2 separate regions of the Macaca mulatta genome follow, and region 2 is linked to region 1. The links are chromatin contacts, called in public Hi-C maps. All regions are on one chromosome and are shown on one strand. Each heading gives the region's core, a stretch centred on a gene start, on an enhancer-like site or on the middle of the called end of the contact. The rest is flanking DNA. Distances are from core to core; before and after follow the strand shown. Region 1 holds the start of MRFAP1L1 (Morf4 family associated protein 1 like 1). Region 2 holds the start of MRFAP1 (Morf4 family associated protein 1).

Region 1 (6,036 bases), core at 1,441-3,940:
AGTGAGCTATGCTCATTCCACTGCACTTTAGCCTGTGCAAAAAGAGCAAGACTCTGTCTATAAGTAGTATAAGAGGGCTGGGTGCGGCAGCTCACGCCTGTAATCCCAGCACTTTGGAAGGCTGGGGCAGGTGGATCACCTGAGGTCAGGAGTTTGAGACAAGCTTGGCCAACATGGTGAAACCCCATCTCTACTAATAATACAAAAATTAGCCAGGCATGGTGGCAGGCACCTGTAATCCCAGCTACTTAGGAGGCTGAGGCAGGAGAATCGCTTGAACCCTGGAGGCAGAGGTTTCAGTGAGCAGAGACTGCATCATTGCACTCCAGCCTGGGCGACAAGAGTGAAACTCCATCTCCAAAACAAAACAAAACAAAAGACGTATAAGAGAGACCCCTTGCTCCTTCCATCCTCTGAGGTCACAGCAAGAAGGAACCATTTATGAACCAAAATACTAGTTCTCACCAGACAGAATCTACTAGCACTTTGATCTTGGACTTCCCATTCACCAGAACTGTGAGAAGCTGGCCACCTTATGGTATTTTGTTAGAGCAGCCTAAATGCACTATGACAGATAATAAATATTTTAAAGCTGCTAAATGTTGGGGTAACTGGTTATGCAGTAATAAACTATTGAAGGAATATGCTACCATTTATTCATTTTATTTATTTATTCTCCTGTTGATGAACATTTGGTTTGTTTTAACTTTGGGGCTATTATAATAAAGCTGCTGTGAATATTCTTGTATATGTATTTTTATAAACAATTGCATTCAAACTCTCTTAAGTGTATAACAAGGTGTCAATTTGCTAGAACATAGGATTGGTATATGTTTAATCTCGGTAGATACTGCCAAATAGTTTTCCAAAATTATTGTAACAACTTACATTCCCATTTTTATGGGCTGAATATATGTGTCCCCCAATATTTTTATGTTGAAGCCCTAACCCCCAGTGTGGCTATACTTGGAGTAAAGCAGTAAGTAAGGTCATACAAGTGGGGGCATGATCCTATAGCTTCATGTTCTTATAAGAAGAGACACAAGAGGGCACTCCTTCCTGTACCCCACAACACTGCATGCACAAAGAAGAGATCATGTGAGGACTGCAGCAGGAAGGCGGCCATCTGCAATTCAGGAAGAGAGCCCTCACCTCCAGAAACCAGATTTGCTGGCACGTTAATCATGGACTTCTGGCCTCTAGAACTGTGAGAAGATAAATGTCTGTGTTTAAGCCACCCAGTCTATAGTATTTTGTTATGGTGTTCAGACTAGACTAAGACATCCATCAAGAATGTATAAGAGTTCCAGTTGTTCCACATCTTCCCCAATACTTGGTATTGTCAGTATTTTCAATTTTAGTAATTCTAGTGGATGTACAGTGCTTCCTCGTTGTGCTTTCTAATCCGCATTTCCCTGTTGAATCATGAAGTTGAAAACCTCTTCATATACTTATTGGCCATTCGGATATTCTCTTTTGTGAAGTGCCAGCCTATGTCTTTTGCCTGTTTTAAAATTTTGTCTTTTCCTTCTTGATCTGTAGGAGTTCTCAATATATTCTGCATGAGTCAAATATCTTTTTTCACGGTGCCTTGCTCTTTCCCTCTTAATGTTCTTTTGATGAACATCTGCTAGAATGTTGGTGTTTGCAAAACTGTTTCGCACACGTCATCTTACAAATCCCTCTTCCCACTGACAGATATTCAGGCTGGGGCCATTGGTCTTTATCAGACTGGAAAACTGAAGTTCTGATCTGTGGCACTTGTGTAAGAAGGATCCCCCCTCTACACACACTCATATTACTACTAGTGTGGCACTGGGTGACTAAGCCTAGCAATAGACTTCTTCCATTCCACAATGGCATTAGGTTGGTGATCAAAACGTATTGACGATCAAAGCCACATTTACTAGGTCCCTGCTCATTTTCAGGTCTTGTGTGTGGAGGGACATAAAGGTGACCAAGACCAGAACCTGTCCCCAAACAGCCTCCAGTCTGGTAGAGGCACTTAGGTACTAGGCAATTCCTCTCTCTAAAGCATTCTCTAAGGCCCTGCTTGACGCCAGGCTGACGGAAAGGGCGGAGGACAGAACTGAAACAGAAGTTGCCCTTTACCTTGAGGACCTTACAGACTCTGAAGAGAGACCAAAAATCACGGGCCAGAACCACCCAAGGCAGCGAGCGAAATTCCCCCCAGAACAAAAGTATGAGCCAGGGGTGGGGAGGACAGAGGGACGAGTTCCATTCTAGAACACTGAGCAGGGACTGTGGACCCACATTGCTTTGAGCTCAAATCACGACTTTTAGCCCGGTTTTTACTTCTCTTATAGGTTCGTTGTGAGGGCTAAGTGAATTCATATAAATTAATCCAAGCTTCTGCATGCTTAGATAGTAAGCGCTGTGAACGCCAGCCAGTCTTATTCAAATATGCGGAAGGGAGGGTCATTTTTACTTTAAAAAAATAATAATAAAAGTAAAACCCCTCTGAAGGGAAGCTTTAGGGGAAGACGCGAACAAACCTGCCGCCACCAATCTAAATTAGAGAAGAGGGCGAGGCGGGGCGCCGGGAAGCTGACGGCCATAGCCATGCGCGCGCCCGAGACCCCTTTACGTGCGCGCGCCCGCTACTGGGTCTCGCCGAAGGCGTGACCGTAAAGGAGCCCGGCTCTGTCGTGAAAGGGCCGCAAAAAGGCCGAGGGCGAGTTGACGGCTGCGACTCCATTTCGCAGGTCGCTTTGCTGTGTGTATCCACGGCGATTCTTCCCACGGAGTTCCAAAGCTAAAGGCTTACAATTAAAAGGAAGAAAAAAATTAAAGATAATTCGGGAGTACTATTGACAAAGCGTGTGGGCTCAGCCTCCAGCAATCACTGCTGATCTCCAGTCCCTGGGGGGTTCCGGTAAGAAGAACGCCCCTCCGGTACTGAAGAAGCGGCAGGAGGAGATGCGGCCCCTGGACATAGACGAGGTGGAAGCGCCTGAGGAAGTGGAGGTGCTGGAGCCGGAGGAGGATTTCGAGCAGTTCCTGCTCCCGGTCATCAACGAGATGCGCGAGGACATCGCGTCTCTTATACGCGAGCACGGGCGGGCGTACCTGCGAACCAGGAGCAAGCTGTGGGAGATGGACAATATGCTCATCCAGATCAAAACGCAGGTAGAGGCCTCGGAGGAGAGCGCCCTCAATCACGTGCAGCACCCGAGTGGCGAAGCCGACGAGAGAGTGTCGGAGTTGTGCGAGAAGGCTGAGGAGAAGGCCAAGGAGATTGCGAAGATGGCAGAGATGCTGGTCGAGCTCGTCTGGCGAATAGAGAGAAGCGAGTCTTCTTGAAGGAGGAAATCGGCGGTAAGGTCGGAAACTCGCGGGAGCTTGGATGGAACTCAGTAGTCGCCCTAAGCATGGTTAAACCGCGCCCTGTAAAAAGTTATGTTCTAGGCCTGCATCCCCCATTTTATCGCATCAAAAATTGAGCATTGGGAACAAAGTTGGGGTCAAGAGGAAAGAATGCGTGCTGGTTTTGTTAGGTGTTAGTATACCGTTTTTTTGTGGCCTCTCCCTCCCACACTGGTAATTAGAGAAAAATAAAAGTAACTTCGGGTTTGTTTTTGTGAAACGTAAGTCAGTTCTAATAGGGCAGTCGCCAGGAAGTAGACCTGTCTCGGCACTAAGGGAGTTTGGGGAAAGCCACAGAAGACCTAGGCTGTGGAGCACAATGGAACGCAGGCTGAGAACGCAGGGAAAGAAATAAAAGAGTAAAGCCAGAGGCCATTACCTGAAATTTCCAGACTGTTCTGTGAGACAGGTATGTCAGAGGACCGTGTCTCAAAGAAGTGGCATTCTTCTGGGTGGTTCACATTTATTTTTAACATCAAGATATGGAACTTTGAGAGTCAATGTCTTCATGGTAAATTTCTCCCAATTGTGCTTTAGGTTCACAGCTGAGGACTGTAGTCGACTGGTAAGGATGAACTGACACCTTGAGGAAACTGAAACAGCTTGTCATTTTCTCTGTTTTGTTTTTGTATGTTTTTTACCCCCATGTAACAGTCTCCCTTATGGTCAGTGATTGATGACCTCGATATGGATTTAGATCATCAAATGTGTTTGGTTCTGGAAATACAACTTTTGTCGAAGAAATACTTTCACAAGAGAAATGGGGCTTAATTAAGTTGTTTTCGTGGTCACGTTTACTCTTGTTACTTCGCTGTGTTTTTGAAATGTTGGGCATGGCCTTGTATTTTGCTGTTACCTTTGTGACCTGATCGTTTTTGGGAACACGTCAAGACTTGGGATCAGAATCTTCCAACTTTAGAGGTGCAGTGGAAGATACTACGCTGCCTGGTTGAGCCTGGTGAAGAATGTATTAATGAGACTGCTTTGCATAAAGCTGGGAAGAACGAGAAGACAGTTGGAGATGGAAGGTGGTTTTGTATATATTTTGGAACTTTAGTTCCTCTGTGAGATGAAAGAGGAGAGCTATGTTTTGTGGCACATTGTCTGATATATATTGTGTAACCTGTCAGGTGAGTTGATTTAGACCACATAGCTGACCTTTTATGACAAGGCAGTTTGATTAGGAACTGTCGTAATACCCTCACACATTACAGGGGCATCAGAGAATGGCATCGAAGAGACAGTCTACAAAGAGCTTTAAGAGGCCAGAGAAAGGAAAAGACATTATCAGGGCCTGGAAAGTCTCTTCCAGTTCATCAGGGTAGTAGACCTGTCAGATTGGAGGTCAAAGTCAAACGTATAGTAAGTATTAATTTGCCTTGAAAAACAAAGACCTAAAAAGCCTTTTTTAAAAAATAAATTTTTTGTTCACATGACCAAAGCCCCTCCTGTGTGTGTTAATAAAAGAATCATAAATCAATCTTTTTGAAATGGATGTTCTTCACTGAGTGTCATCAAATGGGGTTGAACTGCTTGTAGTTAAAGGCTCTTGGTCAGCCTTTAACTGAGGGAGAATTATTTCTGGAAGGTGCTGTGGAGATGAGCTGACGGAACACTCAGTTCTGAAGAGAAAAACTTTTCGGCTATCCTCTGGGCCAAGCCCCTGCTTTTCAGCAGCAGAAGTGTGTTTAGTCAACCAGTGGGAATGTAACGTGCTTCATATCTTATCCAAGGCACTAGGAACATAAAGGTGAGACGTGGATGGGACGAAGGTGTGGGACAGAAATGGAAACAAGGAATTGCGATATAGAGTGTGTGGATATCATGTGGGAGCCCTGAGGAGGGAGTCAACTCTTAGTAGGGAAGTGTGTGAATTCAGAGCAGGTGACTTACCTGGGCCTGAAAAGTAGAAATGAATGAAGACATATAAGGCATAAGGATCAAAGTGAGCAAAAGCCTTTTGAGTTCCAGCACTGGGGAGACGGCCAGTGAGCTGGATGTTAAGGAGCATGGAGGGGGTTGTGGGAGACAGAGTGAAACTGGCAGGCAGGGCCAAGAGATCTTCGTTAAGGAATTAGTTCATCTTCATAAACCTGTACTTGAGTGAGGTTTCTTCACCCTGGCATGTTTTCTCACAGAGTGCTAGTGGATGCTCAGAGCCATAGCGTAGGCATGGTACAGTTTCCAGAATTACTACATCTAATTTCATAAAAATAGATACATGATCGTAATAAGCTCAGATACACGTTTTGGATTAATGTGTAAAATAGGCATTTTAAAAATCAAGTACCTGAGCACAGAAAAATCACAGAAGCTGTTTCCGGCTTTGTCGTGATGTCTAAGATCCTTGCTCATGTGCCTGCCTGTCTGTTTTCAGTAAAAACGAGAAGTACGGCTGGGGAGCCATACTTTCTGATAATCAGGGGAATGGCTGTCACATCTGTAGTTTAGAAAGATTACTCGGCCGGGCGCGGTGGCTCAAGCCTGTAATCCCAGCACTTTGGGAGGCCGAGACGGGCGGATCACAAGGTCAGCAGATCGAGACCATCCTGGCTAACATGGTGAAACCCCGTCTCTACTAAAAATATAAAAAAACTAGCCGGGCGAGGTGGCGGGCGCCTGTAGTCCCAGCTACTCGGGAGGCTGAGG
Region 2 (6,036 bases), core at 2,027-4,526, 67 kb after region 1:
AAAATCAACTCCCCAATGCAATGTGGTATCCCAGAAGAGAAAAAGGGCCTTAGTGGGAAACTGGTGAAAGCAGAGTAGTCTAGCTGGTAGTGCTGTACCAATGTCACATTTCTTGTTTTGGCAAATGTATGAAATGCAGTTTTCATGGTTGTTTCCCAGTTCCTAAGTCCATCCTACACATTTCTCCCTCCTCTGTGTGGAACTCACACAGAAAACCTTGACCGTCTTCCATTTTCTGCTTCCCGTGCCTAGCATGCCTCTCCAGCTCTTCCTGACCCTGGAAGCTGTGCTCCTCTTTCAAGGCCAAGCTCACCAGTTACTTGCTCTGAAAAGCTTTCCTAGACCTCCCCCTCAGTGTTCTCCTGGGACACGCTATCTTTATTAGCGCTTGGGACACATGGCTGTCTTTTGATTTCTACCAACTAGGTTCCCCAGAAAGTGGACTCCAAGATGAAAACTAGATGCACGTTTTTTGGGAATTAACACTTGTGGAAGAGAAGGAATGAAAGGTTGGGAGTGGGGAGGAGGTGGGCTGTGTGATGCAATCCCAACAAAAGCCTCAGCAGACCCCACGAGCTCAGAAGCCACCATATCCCTCACAGTTGTCCCAAATTGCGGTAAGAGAAATAGCGACCTGAGATTTCCAGCCCATTAGTCACTAGATGTAGGCTACCCAGAAAAAGGGCATGACTTAGGCTAAAGCAGCTCTTCTCTGAAAAGGCACTTCCCAGAGGGCTAACTAGCTGAGGGGTGTTTGTCAGCAACACTAGCAGCTGGGGGAGAAAGGCTTCATTCTGGAAGAAGGGTGGGGTATCACATCCACTCTATGTCATCCCTCACCCTGCAACTGCAATCGCTATATTCCCAGTGCAAGGCCTGGAAAACAACGTTCCAATTGGAAAGACTGAAGGTGCTTTGGCTCTCTGAAGGCAGAGGCCTGGACCACAGGATTACATATGGTTTCTTCGCACACTAAGAACCAAGTGTGTTTCTTCCTCACCCAGTTCCCAACAGCACACAGAAATAAAGCTTCCCTTCGATTAGAGGCTAAGAGCCTCAGAAACTGTTAAGTTGTTCACTCTCCATTTGACCGTGAGAACAATCTGGGAGACAGCAGATTTCATTCTTAAAAGAGTAACATTTCTCAATAACCTTTTAGGTCTTTTCAAGCAAATGAATACTTTTATTAACATGGTAAGTTTTTTTTGTTTGTTTTTAACACGGTAGGGTTTTGACCTCAAATATTTGTTAGGTCTGCTACTCAAATGAACTTATAGCTGGACAACGTATGAACCTTGAAGATGCCTCTTCCAGTCCAGTTTAGGGTCCAATGCAGACAGTTCCATACTCTCATCCCCCAGCCCCTCAAGGGCCTCTGCAAAACTTTCATTTTATGCCAAGTCCCCTAAAACGCATCAGGGTATTACATCAACTTGTACAGAATATCAAGATCTTATCTTCTATTTTAGGTTCCATGTCAAGTAAAGCTGAGTTAGGTTGTCCAAACAAACTCACTGGACAGGTTACATAAGATAGTGTACCACATAAAATTTAAACTTTGAACAAAATACATCTCTCCTCCTTTGGTCTCACACAGAAATTAAGTCTCCAATCACAGACAATACTATCCATTCTCCAGCTCTTCTCCAGATTCACGAGTCCCAGCCAGGTCGGCCCATCCGCACTCCCCGTTGAAGTCTGGTCCTTTCTTCAGTAGTTGCTGCACGGAGTCGTCTTCCAGAATTAATGCAGCTCCTTCAGCACCTCCAGAGCTGGAGAACTCCAACTGTGAGTCTCATGTGTCACACACAGAGACCCAAAGTTCCAGGGAGCTATCAGGTCACACAAGAAAGAGCAAAGCACCTCAAAACTTTAGAAATAACCACCAAAGCCCGGGAACAGATGTGACTGCTGCAAGAGCTTACAATCTAGGCCCTAATTCCTGTATGTGAGAGCATTTTCAAACAAAATCACTTTCCAAACAAAAACACGTAACAATCGAAACTCATATTGAGGTCATCAACCACAGACCATAGCAGAAAACGTAGTGTTAAGTGAGACAGAGCAATAGACAGAGGAAAAAAGAGAAAACAAAAGGCTCTCTGGTTTCGGTTTCTCCAGGGTGTCAGCCAATCTCCACCAGTTGACCAGAATCCATTGGCTGTCAACCTAAAGCACAATGAGAAGAAATTCATCATCGAGAGATTAATCCCGGGCACAACGACCCCCAAACCCTCACGACCACCACCGTGCAGGACGCCGCCTCTTCTGGCCACCACCTGACTCCCTCCAGTCTCTAGCAATGTTGACTTGTCCAACGCCTTCCCCGAAAATCCTCTATTTCCACCCCCGCTTGCTGGATGGCCCGGGACCTCGTCCCTTTCTGTTTCCTTGGCGACTCTGAGATTTATGAACCTTCCACTGAACACGCATCACGCCCAAACCCGGCCACTCTGATTATCCCACGCCGCCACCGTCAAAACACAAAACACGAAGACGGGGCCCAGATCCGCCCTGACCCGAGCACGCCTTTATTCTCCCGCCCCACCCCCGATCCCGGTGCATCTTGATGAAATCGTCGCTCTCCAGGAGCAGCCAAGCTGGCGCCGCTCCTCTGCCCGGCGCGGGTGCCCGACTTACCGCCGACCGCGCTCACGACGACTCGCTCTTCTCTATCCGCCGGACCAGCTCCACCAGCATCTCTGCCATCTTCGCGATCTCCTTGGCCTTCTCCTCGGCCTTCTCGCACCTCTTGGCCGCCCGGCCCTCGGCCGCGTCGCCCGGGTTCTGGAGGTGGTTGAGCGCGCTCTCCTCCGAGGCCTCCACCTGCGTTTTGATCTGGATGAGCATATTGTCCATCTCCCACAGCTTGCTCCGGTTCCGCAGGTACGCCCGCCCGTGCTCGCGCGTCAGCGACGCGATGTCCTCGCGCATCTCGTTGATGACCGGGAGCAGAAACTGCTCGAAATCCTCCTCGGGCTCCAGCACCTCCACTTCCTCCGGTTCCGCCAGCTCGACGATGTCCAGGGGCCGCATCTCTTCCCACTGCCTCGGAACCGCAGTAGCGATGTCTGTTGGAGAGAGAAAACCGACACTCGCTATGCTTAGCAACAGAGAGCCCGAATATTCCTGAAAACTTTTACCCTTTTTCAACTTTTCTCCTCAGAGAAGCCACGGAGAAGCAACTTACGCGTAGAGTAACGGCGAACAAAATGGAGTCCCAGCCGTCAACCAGCGCTCTGCGCGTTGCGGCCCCTTTCACGACACAGCCGGGCCTCTTTACGGTCAGGGGGGGCGAGCTGCGGGCGCGCGCACGTCTAGAAAGAGAGGCGCCGGGGGCACCGTCGCGGCCGCACGGACGCGCACGCAGGCACGCGCGGGCACAAGCCCGCACGCTCTCGCTCGTTCCCGCCTTCCCCTTACCTCCGTGCGTCACCATTTTTCTACTGTGTGTTTGGAGGGTGACCTCTTCTGGGTGTTTCCCTCCTAGAGGGCTTCTCGGGCACGCGAGTTTACTTTTTTTTTTTTTTTTTTTGAGATGGAGTCTGGCTCTGTAGCCCAGGCTGGAGTGCAGTGGCGCGGTCTCGGCTCACTGCAAGCTCCGCCTCCTGCGTTCACACCATTCTCCTGCCTCAGCGTTCGGATTACAGGCGTCCGCCACCGCGCCGGACTAATTTTTTGTATTTTTGGTAGAGACGGGGTTTCACCGGTGAGTTTACATTTTAAAAAAAGACCTCCCACACTTCCCGGGTGCGGTGGCTCACGCCTGTAATCTCAGCACGTTGCGAGGCCGAGGTGGGTGGATGGCTTGAGGTTGGGAATTCGAGACCAGCCTGGCCAACATGGGGAGACCCCGTCTCTACCAAAAATACAAAAATTAGCCGGGCGTGGTGTTGCTTGCCTGTAATCCCAGCTGCTTGGGAGGCTGAGACAATCGTTTGAAAACGGGAGTCGGAGGTTGCAGTGAGCCCAGATCGCGCCACTGCTCTCCAGCCTGCGCATCAGAGTGAAACACCGTTGCAAAATAAATAAAATATAAATGAAAATTTAAAAGGGCCTTCCACACTAGAAGAGGAGGATCCTTCGTGATAATGCAGCGACCCCCGCTGGACGCTTAAAGCCCCTTCCTCTCACGCAGGGGGACCTGAGCCCCCTCAGCCATTTTATTTACTTATTATTATTTGAAAAGGTGTTTTCTTTTTTTGTTTTTGTTTGTTTGTTTGTTTGTTTTTGTTTTTTTTGAGGCAGGGTCTCTCTCTGTCACCCAGGCTGGAGTCCACTGGTGGGATCATGGCTCACTGCAGCCTTGAACTCCTGGCCTCAAGTGATCCTTCCACTTCGGGCCTCCCAAAGTGCAGGGATTACAGGCATGAGCCGTGCGCCCGGCCCTCACTGCCTTTTTAAAGAGTTTTCCTTCTTCCTTGGATGAGAGTCAGAAGGGTCTGGGTGTCTTTTCACCAAACCGGCCTCCCCACACCCCAAGGTGGAGCCTGGCTGCTCCGTCCTGAGGCCCCAGCAGACCCATGTTTAGTGCGTGGTGCAAGGCGCTGTCCACCGCCTCTGAGCCCTTCCACTGGATCCTGGGCTCTTTGGGGTCTTAGCTCTGTGGCCCTAATACCCTAACGCCCTGGGCAGAGCTTGGCGCATATTGGTAAACTTGCCTTAACATCCACTCAACACAGAATGAGGAGAGATATGTTAATTTCCTAGCTTGTTGTCCCATTCCCAGACAGCAATAAACTTTTCAGAAATCCAGCTTGCATAAATCCCATGGATTTGGCTTTCATTTTCTAGTTAAAGGGACACATCACAGTTTTGACTATAGCAGAATTAAGGATTCAGAGAAACGAAAGTGTATGTTTAGACTTTTCTCAGGTTCTTAATATTTTGGTTGATCTTGTAAAAACTCAACTTTTGGGTTTACTTGTGTGAAAGGAAAATAAATCTCGGGACCCCAAAATCACTAAGCCAAAGGGGAAAGTCAAGCTGGGAACTGCATCAGGCAAACCTGCCTCCCATTCTATTCCTAAAAAAGATAGCTACTAAGATTAAAAAGCTACATACCTCCCTCACAAGGAAATTCCTTGTGGACAACTGGCAGAACTCAAAGCCACCCCTCTGGTCACTGAGATAGATGCATCTCTGACTGCCTCCTTTGGAAAGGCCAATCAGAAACTCAAAAGAATGCAACCGTTTGTCTCTTATCGACCTATGACCCGGAAGTCCCCTCCCTGCTTCGAGATGTCCCACCTTTCTAGACGGAACCAATGTATACCTTACATATATTGATCGACGTCTCATATCTCCCTAAAATGTATAAAACCAAGCTGTGCCCGACCACCTTGGGCACATGTCTTCAGGACCTCCTGAGGCTGCATCACGGACACACATCCTTAACTTTGGCCAAAATAAACTTTCTTAATTGACTGATGCCTGTCTTAGATATTTGGGGTTCACACTTGATATATCAGAGACAGCTAGCTCATACACTTTTTATATGAATAAAAATAAGTGACTCAGACAAAAATGCGATACTACTAAGCACCTATTAGAATAGTCAAAATCCAGAACACCTACAACACCAAATGCTGTTGAGGGCTCGGATCAACAGGAACGTTTTTAGTTTTTGTTTGTTTGTTTTTGAGATGGAGTCTCAGCTCTGTCACCCAGGCTGGAGTGCAGTGGCGCGATCTCCACTCACTGCAAGCTCTGCCCCCTGGGTTGTTGCCATTCTCCTGCCTCAGCCTCCTGAGTAGTTGGGACGACAGGCACCCGCCACCATGCCCAGCTAATTTTTTTTGTATTTTTAGTACAGACGGGGTTTCACCGTGTTCGCCAGGATGGTCTCGATCTCCTGACCTCATGATCCGCCCGCCTTGGCCTCCCAAAGTGCTGGGATTACAGGCGTGAGCCACTGCGCCCGGCTTCAACAGGAACTTTTATTCCTTGCTTGTGGGAATGCAAAATTATGCTGCCATTTTGGAAGACAGTTTAGTAGTTTCTTACAAAACTAAACCATATTCTTACAATAGAATC

The links. A called contact is a pair of places that touch in the nucleus more often than the background predicts.
Region 2: a Hi-C map of fetal cortex germinal zone shows a contact between it and region 1, with 4 times the contacts expected there. The contact joins the promoter of MRFAP1 here to the promoter of MRFAP1L1 in region 1. A contact is called at or near these places in 6 of 14 Hi-C or Micro-C datasets (CD4 T cells, blood, cortical neurons and 3 more).

What each region holds. Positions count from the first base shown.
Region 1 is chr5:6,326,051-6,332,086 of T2T-MMU8v2.0, forward strand. MRFAP1L1 (Morf4 family associated protein 1 like 1) reads left to right here and starts at 2,691. Exons shown (of 1, transcript NM_001193928.1): 1 at 2,691-4,875. The coding sequence starts at 2,941. The coding sequence ends at 3,324.
Region 2 is chr5:6,392,652-6,398,687 of T2T-MMU8v2.0, forward strand. It overlaps MRFAP1 (Morf4 family associated protein 1), which reads right to left and starts at 3,277. Exons shown (of 2, transcript NM_001193938.2): 1 at 3,191-3,277; 2 at 2,245-3,071. The coding sequence starts at 3,036. The coding sequence ends at 2,653.